3 separate regions of the Macaca mulatta genome follow, and regions 1 and 2 are each linked to region 3. The links are chromatin contacts, called in public Hi-C maps. All regions are on one chromosome and are shown on one strand. The core of a region is the stretch at or near the end of the contact, and the rest is flanking DNA. Distances in the headings are between cores, read along the strand shown.

What was found. A called contact is a pair of places that touch in the nucleus more often than the background predicts.
Region 1: a contact with region 3 is called in a Hi-C map of fetal cortex germinal zone, with 2.7 times the contacts expected there. The contact joins the promoter of DHX9 here to the promoter of RGS16 in region 3. A contact is called at or near these places in 2 of 14 Hi-C or Micro-C datasets (CD4 T cells and fetal cortex germinal zone).
Region 2: a contact with region 3 is called in a Hi-C map of fetal cortical plate, with 6 times the contacts expected there. The contact joins the promoter of NPL here to the promoter of RGS16 in region 3. A contact is called at or near these places in 11 of 14 Hi-C or Micro-C datasets (CD4 T cells, blood, cortical neurons and 6 more).

Annotation. Positions count from the first base shown.
Region 1 is chr1:40,299,510-40,303,471 of T2T-MMU8v2.0, reverse strand. It overlaps DHX9 (DExH-box helicase 9), which reads right to left and starts at 1,805. Exons shown (of 28, transcript NM_001266188.1): 1 at 1,704-1,805.
Region 2 is chr1:40,251,135-40,255,229 of T2T-MMU8v2.0, reverse strand. NPL (N-acetylneuraminate pyruvate lyase) reads right to left here and starts at 1,318. Exons shown (of 12, transcript XM_078001179.1): 1 at 1,184-1,318. It overlaps LOC106994595 (a long non-coding RNA gene), which reads left to right and starts at 1,087. Exons shown (of 4, transcript XR_001441204.3): 1 at 1,087-1,338.
Region 3 is chr1:40,066,288-40,070,642 of T2T-MMU8v2.0, reverse strand. RGS16 (regulator of G protein signaling 16) reads left to right here and starts at 1,414. Exons shown (of 5, transcript XM_001114540.5): 1 at 1,414-1,525; 2 at 2,407-2,517; 3 at 3,266-3,330; 4 at 3,618-3,784. The coding sequence starts at 1,482. It overlaps LOC144340694 (a long non-coding RNA gene), which reads right to left and starts at 1,278. Exons shown (of 3, transcript XR_013416942.1): 1 at 990-1,278.

The DNA of each region.
Region 1 (3,962 bases), core at 556-3,055, 230 kb before region 3:
GCGCCCGCCACCACGACCAGCTAATTTTTTATATTTTTAGTATACACGAGGTTTCACCGTGTTAGCCGGGGTTGTCTGGATCTCCTAACCTCTTGATCCGCCCGCCTCAGCCTCCCAAAGTGCTGGGATTACAGGCGTTAGCCACAGCTCCCGGCCCGTCGTTTCTCTTTAAAGTCCAAAATCAAATGCATCCAACTGTGGCACTAACTCACCCATCTGCATGCTATCTTGGCATCTCAGTCAAAACAGAATTTTAAATTTCCCCTCAAATCTGTTCCAACACCCTACCCTACATTTCGGTTTCCATAAACGGCACAACATCCACCAAGTTACTCCTGGCACAAGTTGAGAGTCGTCCACTCCCTGAAGATTCTCCATAGTTATCCTTTGTAGAACCCTTACTGTGTGTCAAACAATATCCATAATAGATCATCTAAATGGAACTATTTTACTTAATCCTTAGTAATCTTGTATAGGTAAGACCACTATCCCTTTAGAGAAGGAAACTGAGACAAAGAATATCTTGCCTCAGAAAGACAGAGCTACTAATTAGAAGAACAATAATTCGGGCAGGCGCTGTGGCTCACGCCTGGAATCCTAACACTTTGGGAGGCCAAGGCAGTCGGATCACGAGGTCAAGATACCGAGATCATCCTGGCCAACATGATGAAACCCCGTTTCTACTAAAAATACAAAAATTAGCTGGGCGTGGTGGCGCGCGCCTGTAGTCCCAGCTACTGAGGGAGGCTGAGGCAGGAGAATCACTTGAACCCGGGAGACGGAGGTTGCAGTGGGCCGCGATCGCGCCACTGCACTCCAGCCTGGCGACAGAGAGAGACTCCGTCCAAAAAAAAAAAAAAAAAAAAAATCAAGAATTTCAGAAAACGTAGCCTGACTCCAGATCTACTACCTTCCACCACTGCGCATTTCTCCTTCAAAATACGTCCCCTATCCATTCGTTTCTCCCCATCTCTCCTGCCACCACTACTGCACACCCGGCTAAATACTGTCCTATACGGTTTCTGTTTCCATTCTTGCCACCCTAAAACCCATTCTCCTTTGAAGGCCTTCTCGCCACACTCCAGTCACATGGCCTGCTTTCAGCTCCCGCGCAGTCTCTGCCGTTAGGCGCTAACTAATCCCTTCCGCTTCTGCAGGCTCTGCTTTTCCTTCGCGTCGGCCGAGGTGATCAGCTCAAAGCCTCCCTCCTTCGAGACGCCTCACCTCGCTATACTAGCCAAAGGCGCTCTCCCTTTACATTCTTTAATTTCTTTTTGCTCTAGCCACAAGGCCTGCACGACGGCGCCAGTTATTTGTGGCTTGAATGAATGACTGAAAGGCCCTAGGTGAGTGGCGCCCCGGCGGCAACCACCACAGGCGATGCACCCTCTTCCCTCAGCCGCCGCGGTGCTCCGGCGTACGCAGGCCAGAGGAGGAAGCGGGCCTTGGCTGCTAGAGGCAGCAGCGGGAACCGCTGGGCGAAGGGGAGGGGGCCACAGGCGGCCTGGGCAGCGCAAGCGCACCTCGGCGAGGCGCGCACGCAACCCGCAATCCGGGGACCCGCGGGCGGCTCGTCCCTTCCCCCACCCCCAGCCGCCGCCGCCGCCCGCGCTTCGCAACAAAGCCGGCTGCGGAGCCACGGTCCACGCAGCCCGCCCGCGACCCCGCCGCCCCGCATGATGGTCGTAACGTCTCTCCCTTACCAGCCTTCGCTTCCTGGTGCCCAGCTCTTAGGACCGTGTGTGACTCTGGCCTTCCACGGAGACAACAGAGAAACGCACTGCAACTCGCATGGAGGAATCGGCGAAATGGCTCCGACCGCGGCGCGAGGGGGCGGGACTAGCGAGCGTACGCATGCGCAGAACGCGCGCCGGGGGCGGGGGATGGTGAGGGCGCGCCAATAGAGGGGGCGGGGCTCAGCCACCTCGCGGCGCGGAAGGGTTTCGTTGCTAGGGAGATGCGCTGCGCCAGGCAGGCAGCGGGCCAGGCCTGCTACTCTGGATAATCCGCTACCCGCGATAATCCGCTACCCGCTTTTGCGCATGTTAGGGATTTGACGACCTGTAGCATTCTGATGCAGCAAAATGTTTCGTAGGGTCTGTCATAGGGATGTCTGGTGAGAGGAGGTTCCCTTCGAAGGCAGAACTGGAAACCTTGCTGCTAACTGGGTAGGGTTGTTGAGATAATTACATGAAATGGCATATGAAGGGGGACTTAGTTCAATACCTGGCACGTGGTAGGTGTTCAGTAGGCGTAGTTACTGTATTGATTCAGATAGTCTCAACGCCAATGTCTCTTGAAAGAAATAAACTGGCCGGGCGCGGTGCCTGCAATCCCAGCACTTTGGGAGGCCGAGGTGGGCGAATCACTTGAGATCAGGAGTTCGAGACCAGCCTGGCCAACGTGGTGAAACCCCGTCTCTACTAAAAAAATACAAAAATTAGCCGGGCATGGGGGCGGGCACCTGCAATCCCAGCTACTTGGGTGGCTGGGCGGGCTCCTGCAATCCCAGCTACTCAGGAGGCTGAAGCAGGAGAATCGCTTGAACCCTGGGGTGGGGGCTGGGGGGGCGGCGGAGGTTGCAGTGGACCGAGATCACACCATTGCCTGGGCGAGAGAGTGAGGCTCCGTCTCAAAAACAAAAAACCATGAAAGAAATAAGCTTAGTGAAAGCGGGCGTTCTGCCTGGCTAACGCAGGTCGCTCTCTGCTGTGCCTGGAACATTGTAAGTGCTCAGCAAACTAGTTTAAGGTAGGAATAAAATCTGCAAGGTTGCTTTTGTTTAAATTGGATAAACTTTTGTGTTCCAAGTCTTTGGAATAATTGTATCCTTAATTATTATACTAGTCATTGTTAAATTTTGAACTCCAGTGCTTCCTATGAAGGTAATGATACACAACATTTCCAGCTGGGATTGTTCCAGGGAATCCAGATGAATCAATTATCTGGGCTCATTATATCTATGGATATAATTCACCCGTTTCCATATGTTTTTCTTAATCCTTCTAGCTCACAGTGATCACTCCCTTTAAAACTGTCATTCTTAAAATCAGCACAACATAGTTTAGCATTTACTCATTTTCTTCATGTGATTGTTCTCTTTAATTAAGAATAAAATCACTGAAGGAAAGACCTTAATTTTTTTTTTTGTACCCTTCAGGGTGTTGAAAGCAGCAGGGGCCTAGAAGACATTAAACCGATACCACAGAAATACAAAGGATCATTAGAGATTGTTATGAACAACTATATGCCAACAAATTGGAAACCAAATGGAAATGGGTAAATTCCTGAACAGATACAACTTATCAAAATTGAACCAAGAAGAAATAGAAAACCTGAAAAGACCAACTATGAGTAATGAGATTGAATCAGTAATATAAAGTCTCCCATCAAATAAAAGCCCAGGCCCTGATTGCTTCACTGCTGAATTCTACCAAACAGTTAAAGAAGAACTAATACCAATTCTTCTCAAACTCATCCTGTGAGGCTAGCATTACCCTGATACCAAAACTAAATATGGACACAAGAAAAAAAAAATCTATAGGCCAGTATCCCTGATGAAGATAGATGCAAGAACCCTCAACAAGGACAGGTGCGGTGGTTCACGCCTGTAATCCCAGCACTTTGGGAGGGCAAGGCATGTGGATCACCTGAGGTCAGGAATTCGAGACCAGCCTGGCCAACATGGCGAAACCCCGTCTCTACTAAAAATACAAAAATTAGCCGGGCAAGGTGGTGGGTGCCTGTAATCCCAGCTACTCGGGAGGCTGAGGCAAGATAATTGCTTGAACCTGGAGGGGGCGGAGGTTGCAGCCAGCTCAGATCGTCCCACTGCACTCCAGCCTGGGTGACAGAGTGAGACTCCATCTCAAAATAAGTAAATAAAGAGACTCAACTAGCATAAATGAATTGCAAGTCTTTTATAGTATATAATGAGCACAACAAAAGTATCAATATATTAT
Region 2 (4,095 bases), core at 69-2,568, 180 kb before region 3:
GCGCCTGTAGTCCCAGTTACTCAGGAGGCTGAGGCAGGAAAATCGCATGAACCCGGGAGGTGGCGGTTGCAGTGAGCCGAGATCGTGCCACTGCACTCCAGCCTGGGCGACAAGAGTGAGACTCTGTCTTTAAACAACAAAAGCAAAAACAACAAAAAAAAGTCTTTACCAGAGAATGGTATTTTTAAGATTCAAGTTTTTAATAAACTTGGGAATGTTATACTTTGAAGCGTAACACAGAATTACCAATATTTTTAAGATTCAAGTTTTAGATAAACTTGGGAATGTTATGCTTTGAAGTTTTCAGAGCTAGTAGCTAAAGAGAATGGTTCAAATGTTCTCCAGCCTAAGGCTTAACGTGAATTTAGAATATTATTATTGAAACATTGGGAGGGGGTATTACTCTTGAAATCTTATACCTCCATCCACAGATAAGAACACTTAGTGCAAAGAATTAAAGCTGCCTAAGTCAAATTATTTTTCAAATGGCAAAGTTGTTTTTTCAAGAGACAGAAAGTGGGGGTAGAATATACCTCCCGGCAGAGAATATCTTAAGCGACAGGTACTCAGAGAAGAGGAAATACAAATAGGGATTTTTTTTAAAAGCAGAAAACCATTAATTTCTCCTAAAGTGAAGGGGGGATGTATCAGATTTAACTTTAAGCTCCCTTCCGCTCAATTGCTAACTCTATTTTTGAGGAAAGGACCTTCGGATACCCGGCAGATATGCTGTCTGCAAACAATCCGGGGAGGTGGGTCCTTCTGCCCTGGTCTATCCCGACACTTCTCGCATTCACACCTTTCCCAGCTCTGTTTCCTAGCGTATCTGCCTTCCCCCTTTCCTCCGAGTCCGCCACCGTCTCACCCACCCGCGAGTCAGGCCCCGGCGCCCCTCCACCGAAACGCCCAGGTTGTCTGGCCGTCTGCGTCCGTCGGTCCTCGCCCGCGCAGTCGCGGGCCGCGCCCCCCCCACCAGGCCTCCGCTCCGTCCGTGCCGCCGCTCCGCCACGCAGGGGCCGCCGCGCTTTATATCCGCTGCCTCCCGTCCCGGGCCCACGTGCCGCCACGCCAGGGAGCCTGGGGGTTGTAGTTCTGCGCCGCCGCCCGCGAGGCGCGCCCGGAACCGCCGGCCCCGAAGCCCCGAAACCCCGAAACGTTTTGCACACCCGGAGTCTGCTCTTACCCGGTGTCACCTGAACAACGTAGGCTGAAGTGACTCCGGCGCAGCTCCCCGGCTCTCCGAGGATCGCGAGCATCCGAACTGGCAGCCGGGTGCCCGAGAGCACGCCGCTTACCCGCGCCACGCTGAGTGCAAACCTCTCCCTGCCTCGTCTGCAGGCCAGTCCTTCCCGCGTGCGGACACCTCCTGGGCTCCGCTGCGTCTTAATTTTCCTTCTTTTGCGCAGGGCTCTGCAATCCCCGCTATCTCGTGGTTCTGCGTTGTGAGGTTTGGGCCGCTGTTTCCGAGGCGTGCGGAGACACCCCAACTGCCCATCGGCGTTCAGCTCTCTTCCGGCTGACGCCGCTGCACCAGCCCTGCAGACTCTCGTGTTAAGGATTGATGAGCGAATTTTAAAGTGAATTATCTACTCATACAGGAGCTTTTCTGGCTTCCTTTGGAGAATATTTGAAAGAGTTTTGAAAGGGAAAAGTATTTTTAACCCAACCGCCTCTACTTTCAGGAATATCAGGAGTCTGTTATTCTAGGATCATGTACTGTGTTAATAAATCAGGAACAGAGCCAGAGACAAGTCCTCAGTCTTCTCTTGCTGATGTGATTCCACCTCAATTTTCCGTAAAAGGAGATGGCTGATGCTTATTATTACATTTAGAGAAACTAAATTGTTAAAAGGGCTTTCCAGTTTGCAAAATGCTTTTAAATGTATTCTAATAGTTCTTGCATGGCACAGAGCACCAGAGATAATAGCTAATAAGTACTGTGTTCAGTGCTTACTCAGCCTGCACCATTCTAGCCGTTTTAAAATTTAATTCCTAAAATAACCCCATTGGTGGGTCCTGTTTTATAAATGTATATGTTACAGATGAGCAAGGATCATTCCATGTTACAGATCAGAAACAGGTTTAAAGAGTTGAAGTAATTTGCCAAAGGCCATAGAGCTGATTAAGCTGTGGTTTGATTTCAAGTAGTCCAGAAGCTTGTGCTTTTAACACTATGTTATCCTGCAGGAAAAAAATAAATAAATACAAAAAGGAAAGAAAAAGAAAAACCCTTAGATACATGAAGCAAGTTCTCCTAAGGCTACAGCATGGTTTTTGGTTTTGGTTTTTTTTTTTTTGTAATGTTAACAAGTCTTATACCATATCCTAATGATACAATGAAAGTTTTTTTTGTTTGTTTTTGGAAAGTCACACTTTAATAAGTGCAAAATTAAGTGTGTCAGTACCCAAAAGGTATAGGTCATTAGGCTTAACATTGTCAACCAACAAACCAATATTCTAAATGCATGAACAAACTGCTTTTTTGTATAAATATGGTAGTGCAAGGTAATTCCTTATAATAATTTGTTAGTGTTTGCCAAGAAGCAGATGCTAAGATGGGATTAGATGTGTGAGAGACTTACTGGGGGAGGGAGTTGGAGCAGACAGGAACATCCTGCAGACTGATGTAGGGCTGACATCCGTGAACGAAAGATGGAAGAAAGGAGCATGGAGTAGGGAGAATCTCACTGCATTCTTAGAGTATCCACTCTGTGCCCTTATGAAACTCAGAGCCTATACTGTGAAGTGTCGGGGAGATATCGTTCTCTTAAAATATGGTAAATGCAGTGATAGACCCGTACAGAGATATTACAGGAACTCTGAGCTCTAATCTGGGCTGAAAGGGGTGGGGTGTGTGTGTGTGTGTGTGTGTGTGTGTGTGTGTGTGTGTGAGATGAGGCAGGAGGGTGTTCCAGAAACGTCTTACTGGGGAAGGTCACAGCCAAGGTAAATATCAGACAATGAGTAGGGCTTAGAAGAGAGGCATCAAAAGGCTCAGTGCTGAGCTGCAGGCCTCTAACCCTCTTCTGATAAGTGGCAGGCTCTGTGAGATTTCTTCTATTATTATATAGTATTATTTAATCATCATTACTTTTCGTGCTTTTATTTCTTGCCCCCAACTCCACTGCAAGGTGTTCGAGGCAGGCATCATGTCCTATTCCTTGTTTTTCCCACAGTGTAGGACATAGTGTCTATCCATGTGCAGGCCAAGAGGGTGAGATTTGGAAATATTACTACCATCAACTCTCCTTTATTTAAAACAAATGTATGTCAGGTTTTGCATCAACTTTTGTTTGCTACAATTCAAATTTGAAATCCACCAGTGCAGGGGAAAGTGTTTGGGAGATACGGTGCAATGAAATTCGTCAGAACAGTCATTTGTTCTATCCTTGGAGCTGGAGGTGATGCCCCCATCACAGGCTCCTGAACTGACTGAGGGTGAGGGGTGGGACCCAGAAAGTTTCCCCTTATCTTCTGGTAAGGATATACTTACCAGAAAAGAGAAAACGGATTTTCAACAGCTGAAACACTGCTAAATTGGGGAACACTTATGAAGGAAGGAGACCTAATTTGGATCTTGAAGTGTTGTTACCTATTGTGGTCCAGTAAAAGGTCTGTCCACAGGTGAGCAAGAGTCTGTTCCATTCACTGTGAAGAACACATAACCAGGTATGAGAGTCACTTCTGGAAATTCTGGCTTGTATGGGTGTGTCAATGGGGCTGATGGAAAAGGTAGGGTTTATTTTTTCATCAGAGTTCAGAGGTCTTCAGAGAAGGGAACAGGCCATGAATAGAAGTTGAACTGATTGCTGGCCCTGGGACAAAAACCCTTGACCTTTAGGGTTTATCTTCTAAGTGTGAGTGCTAACTAGGAGAGGGACATCTCTTGAGAAGGGAAAAGTCCTGTGCATAAGCTTGGTTTTAGAGGACCTTTGGGAACCCAGGAGGGGGCAGCATAGTGAGGCCATGCTCAGCTATGTTTTGGCTTAGCCCTTTAGTGAATGCCTACTGGGTTCTTAAGGAGAAAGAGCTAGAAGGAAAAAAAAAAAATGTGTTATATTTGGTGTTCTTAACCTAAGATCTGTGACTCCAGAT
Region 3 (4,355 bases), core at 165-2,664:
CCTGGCAGAGCCATGACTTGAAACCTGAAAATCTAACTCTAGACCCTGTACTCTTAACCTCACATGCAGCCTCTTAATAGCACTCCCAATACCTTTGTGGGAAGGTGAGGAGAGAGGCAGGGTATTTATTACCTTTATCTCAGAGATAGACACTAAGGTAGCAACTACCTAAACCCAGGATCGTCCACAGGTATAGCTGTGACTGGATTACTAACCTTTGCGGGTGTGTGTGGGGCAGGGGAGAGGGGGGAGCGGGGGAGAGGGGGGAGCGGGGGAGAGGGGGGAGCGGGGAGGGTGCAATGGAAAAAGAATGGTAAATTCACATTTGAATTTTGGAGCCAACACCTACTAGCTGCACATCTTTGAGCAAGTTATTTAATATGAGTCTTAGTTATGTGACTGGCACATAGTAGGTGTTCAATAAAATACTCATCCCTATCCCATTTGTCTGTCATCTCCAACTGTGATCTTGAGCAAGTTTATTTAGCTTTCTGATTCTCGGTTTCTTCAACTATAAAATGGAGATGATGATGAAGAAGAAGATCTTACTTAGCCCCATGTCCATCGGGGTAGGAGCCTCGTAAAGGGTACTTATCAGTATAATTAGAAACTGTTGGCCGGGCGCGGTGGCTCAAGCCTGTAATCCCAGCACTTTGGGAGGCCGAGACGGGCGGATCACGAGGTCAGGAGATCGAGACCATCCTGGCTAACACGGTGAAACCCCATCTCTACTAAAAAATATAAAAAACTAGCCGGGCGAGGTGGCGGGCGCCTGTAGTCCCAGCTACTCGGGAGACTGAGGCAGGAGAATGGCGTGAACCCGGGAGGCGGAGCTTACAGTGAGCTGAGATCCGGCCACTGCACTCCAGCCTGGGCGACAGAGCGAGACTCCGTCTCAAAAAAAAAAAAAAAAAAAAAAAAAAGAAACTGTTTTGCCAGGTTTGCACCCTGTGCGCCTGTCCTTCAGGACCCAGCAGGCTCAGACTTACCTGCGATCAAAGCCCTGTGTGCCTCTCAGACCCACCAGCCCCGTGGAATCTCTTGCAACACGACACCGCTGCGTGAGTTTTCTGTTGTTACTAGAGGTCAGCAGGTATTTTTCCCTAGGAAACTGGGTGTGCACGTCTCATCCCCGTGCCAATTCTCTTGCCGCTTCTCCTTCCACACGCGGCGTCCTCCGGAGGGAGGGTGCAGCTCCGCGTGCTCCAGCTGCGGCGAAAGTTGCGCCCGGCCCAGTCTGGCTGTGGGCCCCGCCTCCGCCTTCTCAGTGTCCAGCCCCGCCCTCCGATTGGTCAGCAGTGCCCAGCCCCGTTCCTCCGAGGGGATTAAAGCAGCGGCCGCGAAGTCTGGGTGCTTGCAGGCTGCTAAAGCCAACCCCAGTTGATTAGCACCTGCTACCGCGCTTTGCTTCCTAGCGCTCGCGGAGCCTCCTGGAGCCTGCCACCATCCTGCCGGCTACGTGCTGCCCCGCGCCCGCAGCCATGTGCCGTACCCTGGCCGCCTTCCCCACCACCTGCCTGGAGAGGTAAGGGGAGCTTGTCCAACTGCTTGCGGGAAGTCCCACCAACTCTTAGGGAGTGGAGCGGCAGGCCTGGGGACCTGGGTGGGCGCGGGGATGGGGCGCTGGAGGCTTAAGTAGAGAGGTAGAGGCGAACCTGATGCCACGTGCTTAGATTCCAGGAGCAGGGAGAAAGCAAGGGGAAGGGAAGCAAGGGCCCGCTGCTTGCTGCCATCCCCATCCTCTGACAAACTGCAGTCGTGCTCAGGTGACCTGCTGAAGACCTGGCTGCAGGAAGGCCACGTTGACATTTCCAGGCAGAACTGAGCCTGCCTATTGCTTAAGCACTTGTTTTTCATTCCTCAGACCAGAGCTAGGGGCATTGCCTCCTCTGCCCCTGGAAGGCAGGGAGATTTTTTTTTTTTTTTTTTTTTTTTTGTGGGGTGTGGTGGGGCAGGGGGATCCCACTGTTGAGGGTGTGTCCATATTCCAGAGAGCAACTCAACAGCTTCCAGTCGTTACTGGCTGGGAAGGAAAACGTAAAGATGAAGGCAGGAATCAGTTTCCCACAGTTCAGAAATACTCCTGAAAAGAATGCTGAGTTCTTTTCTGAATCAACAGGCACGAAGAGAGATCAGTGTGACTTTAGGGAAAAGCCCATATATGAGCGTGTGTATTACCCAGAAAGTGTAAGGTCTACCACGGCATAGCTCAAACATTGCTTTTGTTGCTTTGGGGTTGATGATACTGATAAGCACAATTTGGGTCCTGGGAACAGCCAAGAGTTTCCAGGAACTCTTGAGGCTAAACTTTGGGTGGCACCACCCAGAGCTCTTCTGGGACACATAAACCTCTCCACACTGGCTGAGCAAATGAGAATCCTTTCATGTTCCTGATTTGTTTTTCAGAGCCAAAGAGTTCAAGACACGTCTGGGGATCTTTCTTCACAAATCAGAGCTGGGCTGTGATACTGGGAGTAGTGGCAAGTTCGAGTGGGGCAGTAAACACGGCAAAGAGAAGTAAGTGTTGCTGACCAGCTCAGGGCTCCGAGAGGGAAGGGAGCGGGAAGGAGGGAAATATAAGGAGAAGCCAGGACACACTAAGTGGATCTTGGCAACGCCTCCCTAGAGATTTTAGTGAGACTTGTTGCTGGTCTGTTATGACTACTTGGCTCATGGGTGAGTGGGTAGGTGGCTCCAGGGCTCCAAGTCTATCCACGGATGAGGGCACACAGGGCATGAATGCCTAGTTAACCAGACTCTCCCACCTGGGGTTTCATTGCACATGCATCCAGGGCTAGGACAGAGTCCAAGGCCACTTGAGGTTTTTATTAATGACTCTAGCATGCACCTTGCCTAGAAACCCTTTCATATTGGCTATCAACTGTACCAAACTCTGGAGTTATGTGTAGATGTAATCTCTATTTATGAGGCCCTTATGTCCTTGGGAAGGTGTACAAAACAAATCTTTGAGAGTCAGGGGAATTGAAATAATTTTTGGACAGAGAAGAGACAGGCTTAGAGATATTAACTGAAGACTAAAGGAGTCCCTGGCTTTGATTTCTGGTTGCCGAATTGTCCTCTAGAAAACATTACTGCTTACCCTAAGTCCAACTAGGAGTTTGAGGTGTCAGCTTCAACAATCACCAAGGCAAGCCTTTCTGTGAATTTTACGCAATTTTCCATCAGAGTTCTGGCTAGAATTTGTACTATGCTTTGGTTTGTTGATTTTTTTTTCTTACTCTTTTTTTTTCTTTTTGTCTTTTAGTAGAAACTTCTCAGAAGATGTGCTGGGGTGGAGAGAGTCGTTCGACCTGCTGCTGAGCAGTAAAAGTGAGTAGGAGCCTTTTGTGTCTGTCTCTGGGTGGCACGTGTATACTCATGTGCTTTGGAACCAGCTCCAGGACTGCTGAGAGCCTGGGCAGAATAATAGTAGTAGTAATAATAATAATAATGATCCCCTAGTGTGCCAGCCTCTATTCAACACACAAAGGCAGGTCCTTGTTCAAGAAAATTATGTTCTAAAAATAGAGCCATTACGTGCAATTGCTTTCCTTTCTTCTTGTATTCCCTGCTGTCCCTCTGGCTGACCTGTTTCCGCCTCTTTCCTGTAACCCCAGATGGAGTGGCTGCTTTCCACGCTTTCCTCAAGACGGAGTTCAGTGAGGAGAACCTGGAGTTCTGGCTGGCCTGTGAGGAGTTCAAGAAGATCCAATCAGCTACCAAGCGGGCCTCCAGGGCACACCGGATCTTTGAGGAGTTCATCTGCAGCGAGGCCCCTAAAGAGGTTAGAGCCCCCATATGCCCAGTGAATCCTCACGACCCTGCCTGCTCCTTCCCCTCTGAGAGTGAGGGCTAGTGGGGAGGAAAGGCTAGGTGTAGAAGTAGAAGGGCCTTACTTGGCACAGGGGTGAATGGGCTTCTGTGACCAGACACTAGAAAAGCCGGGCTCAGTGCCACTCCTGGGTGCTTAACCCTATGACTCATGATGGGGCAGGATGGATTGGCAGGTTTTTCGGCTTCTATCCATACCCATCTTTATAAATCCATCCCTTTTTAGAGGCTCAAAACACTTACCAACTGGGGAGACAAGGTCAGCACAGGGACCTTATATAACCTGGCTCAGTCCCCAGGCTGACCTGCCTGAGGCCTGCAGGTCTGTAGTCTGTGATTTTTTTGTCTACCTTCCCTCCCGGCCACTATGCATGGCAGCTGCAGTTGCTAAAGAATACAGCGCCACCTGGTGGAGAGATAAGAGTAATGCCTTACTTTTGTACCTTATTTTTGTTTTCTGACCGCTGATTGATTCCCCATAATTCTGTAAAGGTGTATTGAGCCCCAATTATATTCAAGACACT